Regions from separate parts of the Xenopus tropicalis genome. Here all the other regions are linked to region 1. A link is a contact called in public Hi-C data. All regions are on one chromosome and are shown on one strand. Each heading gives the region's core, a stretch centred on a gene start, on an enhancer-like site or on the middle of the called end of the contact. The rest is flanking DNA. Distances are from core to core; before and after follow the strand shown. Region 1 overlaps commd10 (COMM domain containing 10). Region 2 holds the start of sema6a (semaphorin-6A). Region 3 overlaps sema6a (semaphorin-6A).

Evidence for each region. A called contact is a pair of places that touch in the nucleus more often than the background predicts.
Region 2: a Hi-C map of neurula embryo shows a contact between it and region 1, with 2.0 times the contacts expected there. The contact joins the promoter of sema6a here to the enhancer-like site in region 1. A contact is called at or near these places in 2 of 5 Hi-C or Micro-C datasets (brain and neurula embryo).
Region 3: a Hi-C map of neurula embryo shows a contact between it and region 1, with 2.2 times the contacts expected there. The contact joins two enhancer-like sites. A contact is called at or near these places in 2 of 5 Hi-C or Micro-C datasets (brain and neurula embryo).

The regions. Positions count from the first base shown.
Region 1 is chr1:171,767,050-171,770,603 of UCB_Xtro_10.0, reverse strand. All of the region lies in intron 6 of commd10 (COMM domain containing 10), which reads left to right. Among named protein-coding and RNA genes, the nearest start is that of commd10, 29 kb to the left of the region's middle. Within about 2 kb of position 1,548, at least 2 of the 11 cell types and tissues checked have an H3K27ac peak or open chromatin away from gene starts, as enhancers often do. A contact at or near this core is called in neurula embryo, where this site is marked.
Region 2 is chr1:171,338,298-171,341,851 of UCB_Xtro_10.0, reverse strand. sema6a (semaphorin-6A) reads right to left here and starts at 2,005. Exons shown (of 18, transcript XM_018090712.2): 1 at 1,601-2,005.
Region 3 is chr1:171,426,674-171,430,227 of UCB_Xtro_10.0, reverse strand. All of the region lies in intron 17 of sema6a (semaphorin-6A), which reads right to left. Among named protein-coding and RNA genes, the nearest start is that of sema6a, 89 kb to the right of the region's middle. Within about 2 kb of position 1,762, at least 1 of the 11 cell types and tissues checked has an H3K27ac peak or open chromatin away from gene starts, as enhancers often do. A contact at or near this core is called in neurula embryo, where this site is marked.

The sequences.
Region 1 (3,554 bases), core at 299-2,798:
TCTTGTTTTTACTGCCTTATCTGTCTCTTTTTTTTTTTTTTTGTCTCCATATACGACTGGGCTTTCTGTAGCCAGCCTTTATATGGCACCCATTTTCCCTGGCTTTAGTGTCTTAGTGGCCTACTTACCCAAGACTCTTCAACCTCTTTTCTGGCAGTGAAAGAAGAGAATGACTGCAGTGTCCGTCTGTCAATAGTGGGGCTACCCCAAGCTCAAACATTAATTTTACCCTAGGCAAGTAATACTGCCATTAAATAATAATGTATTAAATAATGGAAATTATTTTATTTAAGATTCAGATAGAGAAGATGGCTCAGCTCACTCAAGCCAGTTCAACACAGGATAAGGTACTTAAAGTTATTGTGAACAAGGCACCAGGGCCTGATTATATACACCCTCTAGTATTTAGAGAGCTTAATTTTAGCCAGGTCTCTTTTTCTGATTTTCTCAGACTTCATTTCATTAGGTATAATGGCTATGGATTGTACAAAAGCTGATGTAATTACAGTGTTTAAAAAGGATTATGATCTTAGCCTGGCAAGTATAGGCCAATAAGTTTGACATTTGTGGTGGGCAAGTTATTTGAAAGTTTGTTAAGGGATCACACTCAAGATTATGCTTTGGAGAATGTCATTATAAGTAATACGCAATATGGCTTTATGAAGGCATGTTTAGACAATTGAATAGCTTTTTCATGATAAGGCAAGTAAGTTGGACAGTGGGGGTGCAGTAGATGTGATCTATTTGGATTTCTCCAAAGCCTTTGATACCGTTCCCCACAAATGACTTCTTTCTAAACTAAGGTCTGTTGGTCTTAGTGGAGTCGTTTGCACATGGACAGAAAACTGGCTACAGGATCAGGTACAGAGGGTGGTTTTTAATGGTACATTCTCTGCTTGGAGAAGTGGGGTCCCTCAGGGTTCTGTATTGGCTCCACTAAGCAAATCCATAATGGAGAAGGACCTTGGAATCCTTGTAGATAATAAACTTGGCTGTAGAAGCAATGCCAGTCAGAAGCTGCAAGGGCAAACAAGGCTTTGAGCTGTATTAAAAGGGGCACCTAATCACCATCTTATAATTATATTATGTATGCTAGCTACACTCCATTATATCTTCGTGAATCTTGCAACAGGGATACACAATCTGTAGGAATATTTTATCATGCTCTTCCACACTTAAGGAAACTGCAAGATTTATTTTGACGGCATCTAACACGATTAGATAAGTTGATTAAAAGTGTTTGCTTTATAACGCACTATTACAGTTATTTAAATAATGAGGCTATTGCTTATGCTGTCATATCTATTATTAGGATTAGCAAGGGAAATTTGACCTTTAAACATAAGTGAGAGTTTTAAAATCTCCTTAACATTTCTCTTCAAAAAATGTTACCCATTATGTGCATTAAAGTGTATAACCATAGAACATTTTCAGTTGTTAGCAGTTGTGTTTATTTGTTTGTGCACTAGAGGGCAGTAGTGCTCTTTGCTGCAGTGCTGTTTTAGCGACTCCCTAAATTTATTGTCTTGAAAGCAGCATTCAGAATCAATTGTGAAGCCGGTAGCTGTGGGAAATGCAGAGTGTTTACATTTCTAATCTGTACCTAACAATGGTCTTCTGTTGCACTTCTAGCAAATGAATTCCTATTCATCAAACGATGGCAGAGCACAGCGGCAAGTGAAGCAGTTTAACTAGTGCAGCACTACAGCACCAGATCTTAAGTCTCTGTGTGTTCCTCTAGTAGATTTTCCCCCCTTCTTTTAGAGTGGTTTGTACCTTGAATGGCCCTTAAACTGCTTGCCAACTCACAGCATTGTCAACTGATATTGATTGTAATACCTTACCAGTAGCAGGAGGTATGGCATCCATGCACTTAAGCCTCTTCAATATAGAGCTGGGGTACTACTCCCTTACTCCCTCAGATACAGAGTGGCATATTTAATGTGCCATGTTTCATATGATTCATCTGTATAAAATTCTGGCAGATTACCAGTCTGTGATAAACACTTGTGCATACATCTCACCAAAGAGAAAACAGTTTCTTTCAGCAGAAGAGTTTATCTTTTATTTTCCAAATCCTCTGTTTATTGACAGAGCTTTACAACAATATTGTCTGTCAAGCACAGCTTAGGTTTCAAAGTGCAAACAAAACCACTGGTAAAGCTTTAAAGGGATAGCTCCACTTTCATTTTGTGGAAACAGTATATAAATGTATAGCTGTTATACTTATTCTCTTTCTTATTCCTTTTTCATTAGCTTCTCTGGGTTCGCTGGCCCAGTTTACAGTTTAGTCTTGTGTAAGCCTCCATTGTATAATGGTTTTCTGGCCACAGCCTTCCTTAAGCCCATAGCCTTCCTGATCATAAAGTACATGATCATAAAGTACAAAAAGTAGACTGCAGCAAAAAAACAAACATCTGCACTTTATTTTGCTGCCTTGTAGTAGTTTTAAGAAAGTTTCATAAGAAATATTTACTTTCCCTAAGTTTCTTGTTGTGGAATCCTAAATAGTGGGTAGTGAGAATTAAATTGCCAAGAACGAACTGCAGCAAATAGGTAAACTTTCACTGTAATTATAGTAAAAATCTTCGTATAGAAAAATAACACATAGAAAAAAAAATTAAAAAGTAATAGTATCCTAAAGGACATTTGTATTATTCATTCAAAATATCAAATTTTGATTTGCCTAAGTTCATGCATTCAGAATTTTAAAGTGGGGTCTGAAAGTGATCCCTGCAGCTGTTTGATCTTGGGTTGTGTTGTTAGGTATTGTAGAACTATCGGCAAAGCTAGCTGATATATTCATCTATATTATACGATTATATTATTAAAGGCAGTTTCCTTGTTTATTTGTGTTTCATCAACATCTAATATAGCTCATATCTGGCTTATCATGCAATAGTTCCAATTTACAGAGTAAGGTTATTGTTAGATTTAAGACTGTATGCCATGGAAGAATCCCAGTTGTACTTAAGAAGCAATTCTGTCATGCATAGCATCTGTATAAATAGTGGTGGATAAAGCCATGAAATAGCAAATGTTGGTCTTGGCTGGACTGAAGGAAGCAGCGAGCAGGTGCAGAATTCACATGGTTTTCCTGTGTACTCTGGGAAAGCCTGGCCAGGCTGCTGCTGAGCTTGCATAACTGCCACTCTCTACTTTCCTGATAGGCAGTAGTGTCGGATGTGCTCGATTGCTTCCTTTGGATTGCCTACTCCCTCATTCTGAACTGTTCCTGTTCTGTGAGAGATAAAATCACCTTGGTAACACAAATAAATCTCTCAATTATGTTATACAAATTTGGCCTGGCTCAGATTACAGATGGTATTTGGTTTTATACAATAAGTAAGTTATGTCACTAAATTAAATTAGAGATTTGTAATGGCCATTCCAGGGGACATTGATTTACTAAATAGTTGCTGGGGAGGCTTGAAGTTATAAATTACATATAGAAAGATGTATCACTCATATTGCAAAGGCAAGGAGTGTGCTTTAAAGGGGCTGTTTGCCTTTAATTTAACTTTTAGTATACCAGTGACCCCCAAACCAGGTGG
Region 2 (3,554 bases), core at 756-3,255, 430 kb after region 1:
CCATGCATTTTAGAAATGTTGTTTAATCGTCCGTTTACCCAATAACTCAGCAAAGGCCAAATAAGGCACCCCCTCAGCTTAAACCTATGGTGGGATACATGGAATTGTAGCCATTTCCAATATACAGCCACATGCAAAAGGCTAAAACACACACATGATGTACAAGGTTACCCCATTCATCATACGTGTCAATAGAAAATTAAGGATGCATTGAACCTGGGAGTGAGTGTATAACTGTACATCCCACCCTGTTTCCAGGTTACACGGGGCGCAGGGAACAGTGGCCGGATCTCTGGGTGGGAGAGGGAGGAAATGGCTTTGTTATTTGCCAAGCGACCCTTACGCGACCCTCTCAGTCTCGCTAAGCCCGGAGCGCCGGAGAGAGAATACTGCTAGTGCTGCTGCTGCGCCGGCGGCGTTAACTGCTCGGCCGGGAAGAGATCACAAGCGGCTGTGCGGGGCCCATTACCCGCCTCCTCTCTCTCCCTCGCCCTGAGTTGTCCCCTATCCGCACAACGGGAGCGCTGACACTCCAATTTGCACGCTTGGTTCCGAGCCATTCCCTCCCAATACGAGTGGGAAGAGCCAGCCAGGCCACCCCTTGCCTTTGTGCTTGGCATCAGCCAGCGTGGGAACAACCCTTTGTCTGCCACAGAGTAGGAGATCGCTGCCTTGCACTCACACGGCCAACTCTGAGCACATTACATGAATGAAAGGCACCATGAAATCTAGTTGTGCACGGATTGTGCCATTCATATACCTAGTAGTGCACTGAGTATGCCGTCTGTATCCCTAATAATGCATTGAGTGTGCGATCCATATCCCTTGTAGTGCGCTAAGTATGCGATCCCTAGCAGTGCGCTGAGTATGCGATCCGTATCCCTAGTAGTGCATTGAGTATGCGATCCGTATTCCTAGTAGTGCATTGAGTATGCGATCCGATTTCCCAGTGGTGTATTGAGTATGCGATCCGTATCCCTAGTAGTGCATTGAGTATGCGATCCGAATTCCTAGTAGTGAATTGAGTATGACATCCGTATCCCTAGCTATGCACTTACTATTCGAGCCATATCCCTAGCCATGCACCCTGGTCCCTGGCAGGACCCGTGTAGCTAACAGGGCACATAATATGCTATCAGTATGCCTGGCAGTGCACACACTATGGGAATATGAGTATGCCTGGCAGTGCACACGCTATGGTATCATGAGTATGCCTGGCAGTGCACACACTATGGGAATATGAGTATGCCTGGCAGTGCACACACTATGGGAATGAGTATGCCTGGCAGTGCACACACTATGGGAATATAAGTATGCCTGGCAGTGCACACACTATGGGAATATGAGTATGCCTAGCAGTGCACACACTATGGGAATATGAGTATGCCTAGCAGTGCACACATTATGGGAATATGAGTATGCCTGGCAGTGCACACACTATGGGAATATGAGTATGCCTGGCAGTGCACACACTATGGGAATATGAGTATGCCTAGCAGTGCACACACTATGGGAATATGAGTATGCCTAGAAGTGCGATCCAGCCAAGCCCCCTTGAGACCCAGGCGCAGACCCCCCCATCTCTTACAGAGATCCGTACCTTGGGATCAGGCAGCGCAGTACTCCCGGCTAGCTCATGTAAAGTCCCATTAGTAATCCAATGAGAGGGATGCGAGCAGCTCTCCCAGGCAAGCCTTGTTCATCACTGCTCATGGAACTCAGCTTGTCCCGCACGGCTGCGCTACAACTCAAGGCGATCGCACAAAACTTGGGATAAACCCTTCTCTTTCCAAAGCAAAATCCCACAAGGAATCCACAGGGTTAAACAGAGAGAATGACCCCCTTCAGCAGAACCTGGAGTGAGGAACGATCATTTCAGAGCGGTGATGCTGCTGCGGCTGCTGCCCCTATGCCAAGTGATGCCCGGGTACGCTAGGCAGTTTCTCCCAAACTCCTATAGGATTCGCAGCAGGGAAACACAGCCCGATCCGCACACTGACTGCTGCTCATTGAACTGTATTTGGAGAATAGTTGGGATCAGCCTCGCTTCTCAGGCACCGCCCCCTCTCCGAACTCCTCAGCTACTGGCATTGGCCTGTGCGCCAGGGAAATCCCGGACCGGATTGACTCACTTGAGGGGAGCGCTGGTACCACAAGGAGGCTGCGCTTGGTACGTGTAGGGGTACATAATGTGTAAGCGGGGTGCTGCTCAGCTGGACCAGTTCCTTTCCCCATATATATTATATATATCCTATATATGTTAGGAGCATGATCTGGTACTGGGAGCATAATAGATACAGGTTCAGTGAGAATTGTGCCCACATGTGCCTCAGGTAATACGATGAAGCCAGGCTGAGTGATGCCACACCTGCCACTTTCTGAAATTCATTTTCATAATTCTGAGTAACCAGCCTGCCTCGTATTGTTCAGACAGCTACAGAAATAGGGTGTCAGCTTTTTGAAATCGCTCTGAAATGCGACTCCCTATGGCACCAAACAACAAACCTTTAGTATAATGTAAATCCCCCACAATAGATGGGAGTCAGTTTTGTGTCTGTTTACCCCCCCCCCCAGTCACTCAGCAAACGGACCAGACTAACCCAGTGCTTTCTGTAGTTGCTGTTCCCTTCCATAAGCCAAATCATGGCAATTATTCGCCAATACAGAAGACTTGCTAACATCAGGAAAAGTCTTTTCTAGGGGCTGTACAGTCCTTACAGATCATCTGGTAATTGGTGGCTACCAGCAAATGCAATTAGCAGGGCTGCACTGATTGCAAATTAATTGGATTTAAACTGTAGTCATTCTCATTTAGCAGTGCTTCCCCTGTACTGGGGAAAGGGTTACTACTAGGGAGTCCAGTCTGGTTCCCCCAGTTTCTCCTGTTGGTCTACAGTTCCCAGTTCCCAAAGAGTTATTCAGGGGAAAAATTAGAAGGGCTGAACTGATTGCAACTTGGGAGCATTACAACTGCACTGGAGCCCACCTGCATGTGTTTTGTACATGTGATGTTTCATCAGTCTGGTAACACTGGCTGGGGAAAGAGAACAGTCTCTGCCAGGCGCTGGGTGGGTCTGGCACAGAGAATGGGAGTCCCTGGAGTCACTGCTGAGCTGTGTATAGATGACTTGCTCACACAGTCTTGCTCAGCCAGCAGCAGGTGCCAGACTAGACCAGCTATAGGAAAACAACCAGCAAGCCTCATTTGTTCATACTGGCAAAGAGACCCCTCAGCCTTCCCCTCTCCAGCTGCTGATGAACTACACCTCCCTGCATCTCTAGTCGTGCACATCTAGACAGCTGCAGGCTTGGATTGCTTTAACTCCTTTGATACCAGAATGGCAAGCAGAAACTGACCCTGAAAGTGGTGGTACAGAGCCAACCAATTAGTGACATCATTTCCCAACGTGTTTTATTCATTTTACTTACTGTAATGTTACTGAGTGATTGGTTTGTGCCAAGGTAAATATACAATTTCTGCACTCCAGTTTCTGCACTCCAGTTAGCATAATTAATAGCAAGATTGCAGATGGAATAGCCATTTCCCCCCGCTG
Region 3 (3,554 bases), core at 513-3,012, 340 kb after region 1:
TAGTGTATAAAAGCAAACGTACACATGGAAGATAACCCGACTTTAAATTATAGTGAAATACTCCTTGAACATTGGCCATGCCTCAGAAGATCCTGACAGTCAGCCAACCTAGCCTGGCTATACTATGGAGTGATTAACTGATTGACATGTATGACTGCAAAGAATCTGAAAATAGCACATATTTTACAGCTCCCAGCAGTGTAAATAATGAGTTGTATATTGTTAATGTGAACAACCTTTTCCTGTGTGGTTTTCATAAGTGTTGGAAAACAAACATTTGGACTTTTAGTCCATGATGGCATTAATGTATAGGTCAAGGAGGGTACATCCTTTGCTTAACATATTGCATTAGGCTGAAAGCATCAAGGTCACAAATAATACCTCCCTCCCGTTCACTTCTCAGTGTTTATCTAGAAGAATTATTTCCAAGGCCTTACCCTTTTTGTCTTGGTGATTATGAAAAGAGTCTGCGACGTGTGGATCTGTATTCTCAGAGGAGTCATAGATGTCTTTCCAATCCAACATGCTTCCCCTATCGTATCCCTCATGCACTCTGGAGTAGGAAGTGGTGCTGGGATCTAAGGAATTTGAGCGTTCTGGTTTAGCACAAGCATGGTGAGACATTACATATTTTAAGAAAATACCTTAACATCTTGGCCTCACACTTGAGAAATCTTACACACTATATGGCTTTTTCCTACTGGAAAGGAAATCCTTGAAACTGGGAAGGTTCACTGGATCCATTTAGCTCTCAAAACAATTTCAGTTGTATGTTTATCCTTTCATTAACTCTATAATATAAAATGATTATCTCTTTTTTTTTTACACCAAGGCCAAGAATTCCAGGTCTAGCTGTCAAATATGCATACAGATTCCCAGAGAATGCAATTAGTATCTTAACATAAAAATGTAAATGGTTTTAAATTCTAGCTATAGTTTAGTAGTTGAAAGTCATTTATAAAAACAGGATATTTATATGTATATATATATATTTTTTTTTTTTTAAACACAAAAACTATGCTGAATAACAACTTTCCCCAAAATAAAATATAAGGATACAATGTAAGTTTGGAGTTCTAAGACCTGTATAAAAGCACTTATAATATCCATATATTTTACATCTGTGACTCGCCATGTTATACCATATGTATACACAAGAGCCACAAATAACCTGTAAATTATATCCTTTTAAACGGTGCTTAGTGATGTCATTAGTTATAATCGGTGCTTAGTGATGTAATTCCTGTCACAGACTCACCGAAATTTGTGTATTTGTTTTATAATAAATGTACACCCTTTTGAAAAATATGAACTTCGGCCTAGTACTTTTAAATGGCCATGGCACTCCTCGGTGATAGGGGATACATTATTCACTATATATAAGCATCAGGTTTGCCATTATATATAGTATATCACATATATATTATCAGTGTAAATAATACATTTCCTTTGTTTATTTAAGTTGAATAAAAATACCATGCCTTATAAGTTGATATAACCTTCTTGGTAAAATATTTTACACTACATGAATAAATCAATAAACTCAGCAAACAAAGCTGTTTGTTCGGGCTATTAAGCTCTCAGGCATCTGTCAGTGACGTTGTAGAAGAAGTCAATAAAATAAATCTTACAACAAAGGCACAATGTAGGCCGAAGACAAACGCTACAGTGTTTGACCTACTTATGTTGTTTCTGTAGGTAACAAAGCAACGCCCTTCCACCCGCGAATAGAGACATATTGTCACAGAGAGTAACACTGAGTAGTCAGTGCTGACTGAAAATGAAAGACTATTGTGGCGCCTGTATATACTATACAATGGGGCTCAGCTTGGTGTTGGAGGAGAGATCAGCTACCAGTGGAGATGATCAGCCAGCACAGCTTCTTCATTGTTGTGCCGATTGGTGCTTTCTTTAATTGGCCTTCTTTTCCTTAATGCATGGATGGAATTATTGGAACAAATACATGTCCCCCACATCAGCACTTTCATTGGGTCTACGGCTAACATTGGCTAGGAAATAAATCCATTCTGCAGAAGAAGAATGGGGCTATTATGATAATAGTATTGAAAACTGTAATTGGTATTGTGATTAGAATGATCATTTGAATCTCAGCTAAATATGCTTTGGGTGATTTGTGGTATAATAGTTCCAATAAAATCATCTTAAGTGACAGTGACTAAATTGACTTTCAGTAATGTTAGTGATTATCATGAGCACGCTGCCTTTCTTGCAGGGTTTCGAGTTAAAATGTGTCGTCCACTGTAATCCAATAGCAAATGTATATCAGGCAACTCTCAATGAGAAGGGAAAATGCAGCAATAATGCTCCTATAACTAATAATTAGCAGTAATTATGTCAGCCCTTTTGTTTGTATTGCTACTGGCTGTCTTCTTTCCTATTACTTAATCCAGCATAAGGAGCCAGGATATAATAGCCACATGCCATTGCTTATATGTCTATTTACATATACAAGTATTTGCCTTTATGTTTTTTGAGTAGATGCTCAATATTGCGCCTTGGCAGTACAAAATAGTAGCATGCCCAGATGAGATATGCCTGAGGAATTTTAAGAATGATCTCAGTTGGAAAGAAGCAAAATTAAATTTCCCATAAATGCACTTATACAATGGCAGAACATTACATGTGCACTGTTATTTATGCCCCTATTTATTACATCATATTTAGATTTGAATAAATTGATTATTACTTAAAAATATTTTTCCTTGTGTTAGCAGTAAAACCTAGATAGTTAGCACCACAACAGAAGCAAGGCATATTTAGAATTAAATGTTGGCTTCTGTATGATATACAAATAAACCAACAGATCTCTAATATGCTTGTAGAGGTTTACACTATTGCAGATAGGTTTGGTGCAAAAAATTAGGTTGCCTGAGGTTAACATCACTTTAAGGCTCATCTAAGATCTATTTTGGGAGGTAAAAGGTACACAGTATGGGGGCAGACATTGGAAGGAGGGCCCTTTAATTCACAGCCCTGGTGGCCCCCCAATGCCACAGTCCGATATTGCATCAATAGGCACAATGCGCATGATATAGAAGAAGCGTGGGATAGACTGAACAGCTCCTAATTCAACTATGTGGAAGAGCAAGGAGTGCCTTAACATAATTACCTTTAATAAATAGACTATTTTAATTTATCTGACTGCAGCAAACTGGCAACTAGCAGCCAAAAATGAGTCTTTTTGTGTATATACTCTGGGGCTAACTGTGCTGCACAAGTTCCCTTTGTAATCTGGTTGACAGGCTGAAGAGCAAATGCTTGTAAAAGTCTTTTTTTGGTACAGCCCATGGGTGACAATATTCGCCAAACCTTTTGTTATTCAGTGAGCAGGTCCAATCAGTGGATCTATATGCATATAGGTGCATTATCTAGTTACCAAGATACTATATTCTCTGGGATGCAATGTGCCTATGTACTTTAAAGGGATTCTGTCGTGATTTTTATGGTGCAATTATTTAAATTACATTGTTTTCATAGCAAATAATTCACTCTACCATTTAAAATGTTATTCTTGAACCAACAAATGTATTTTT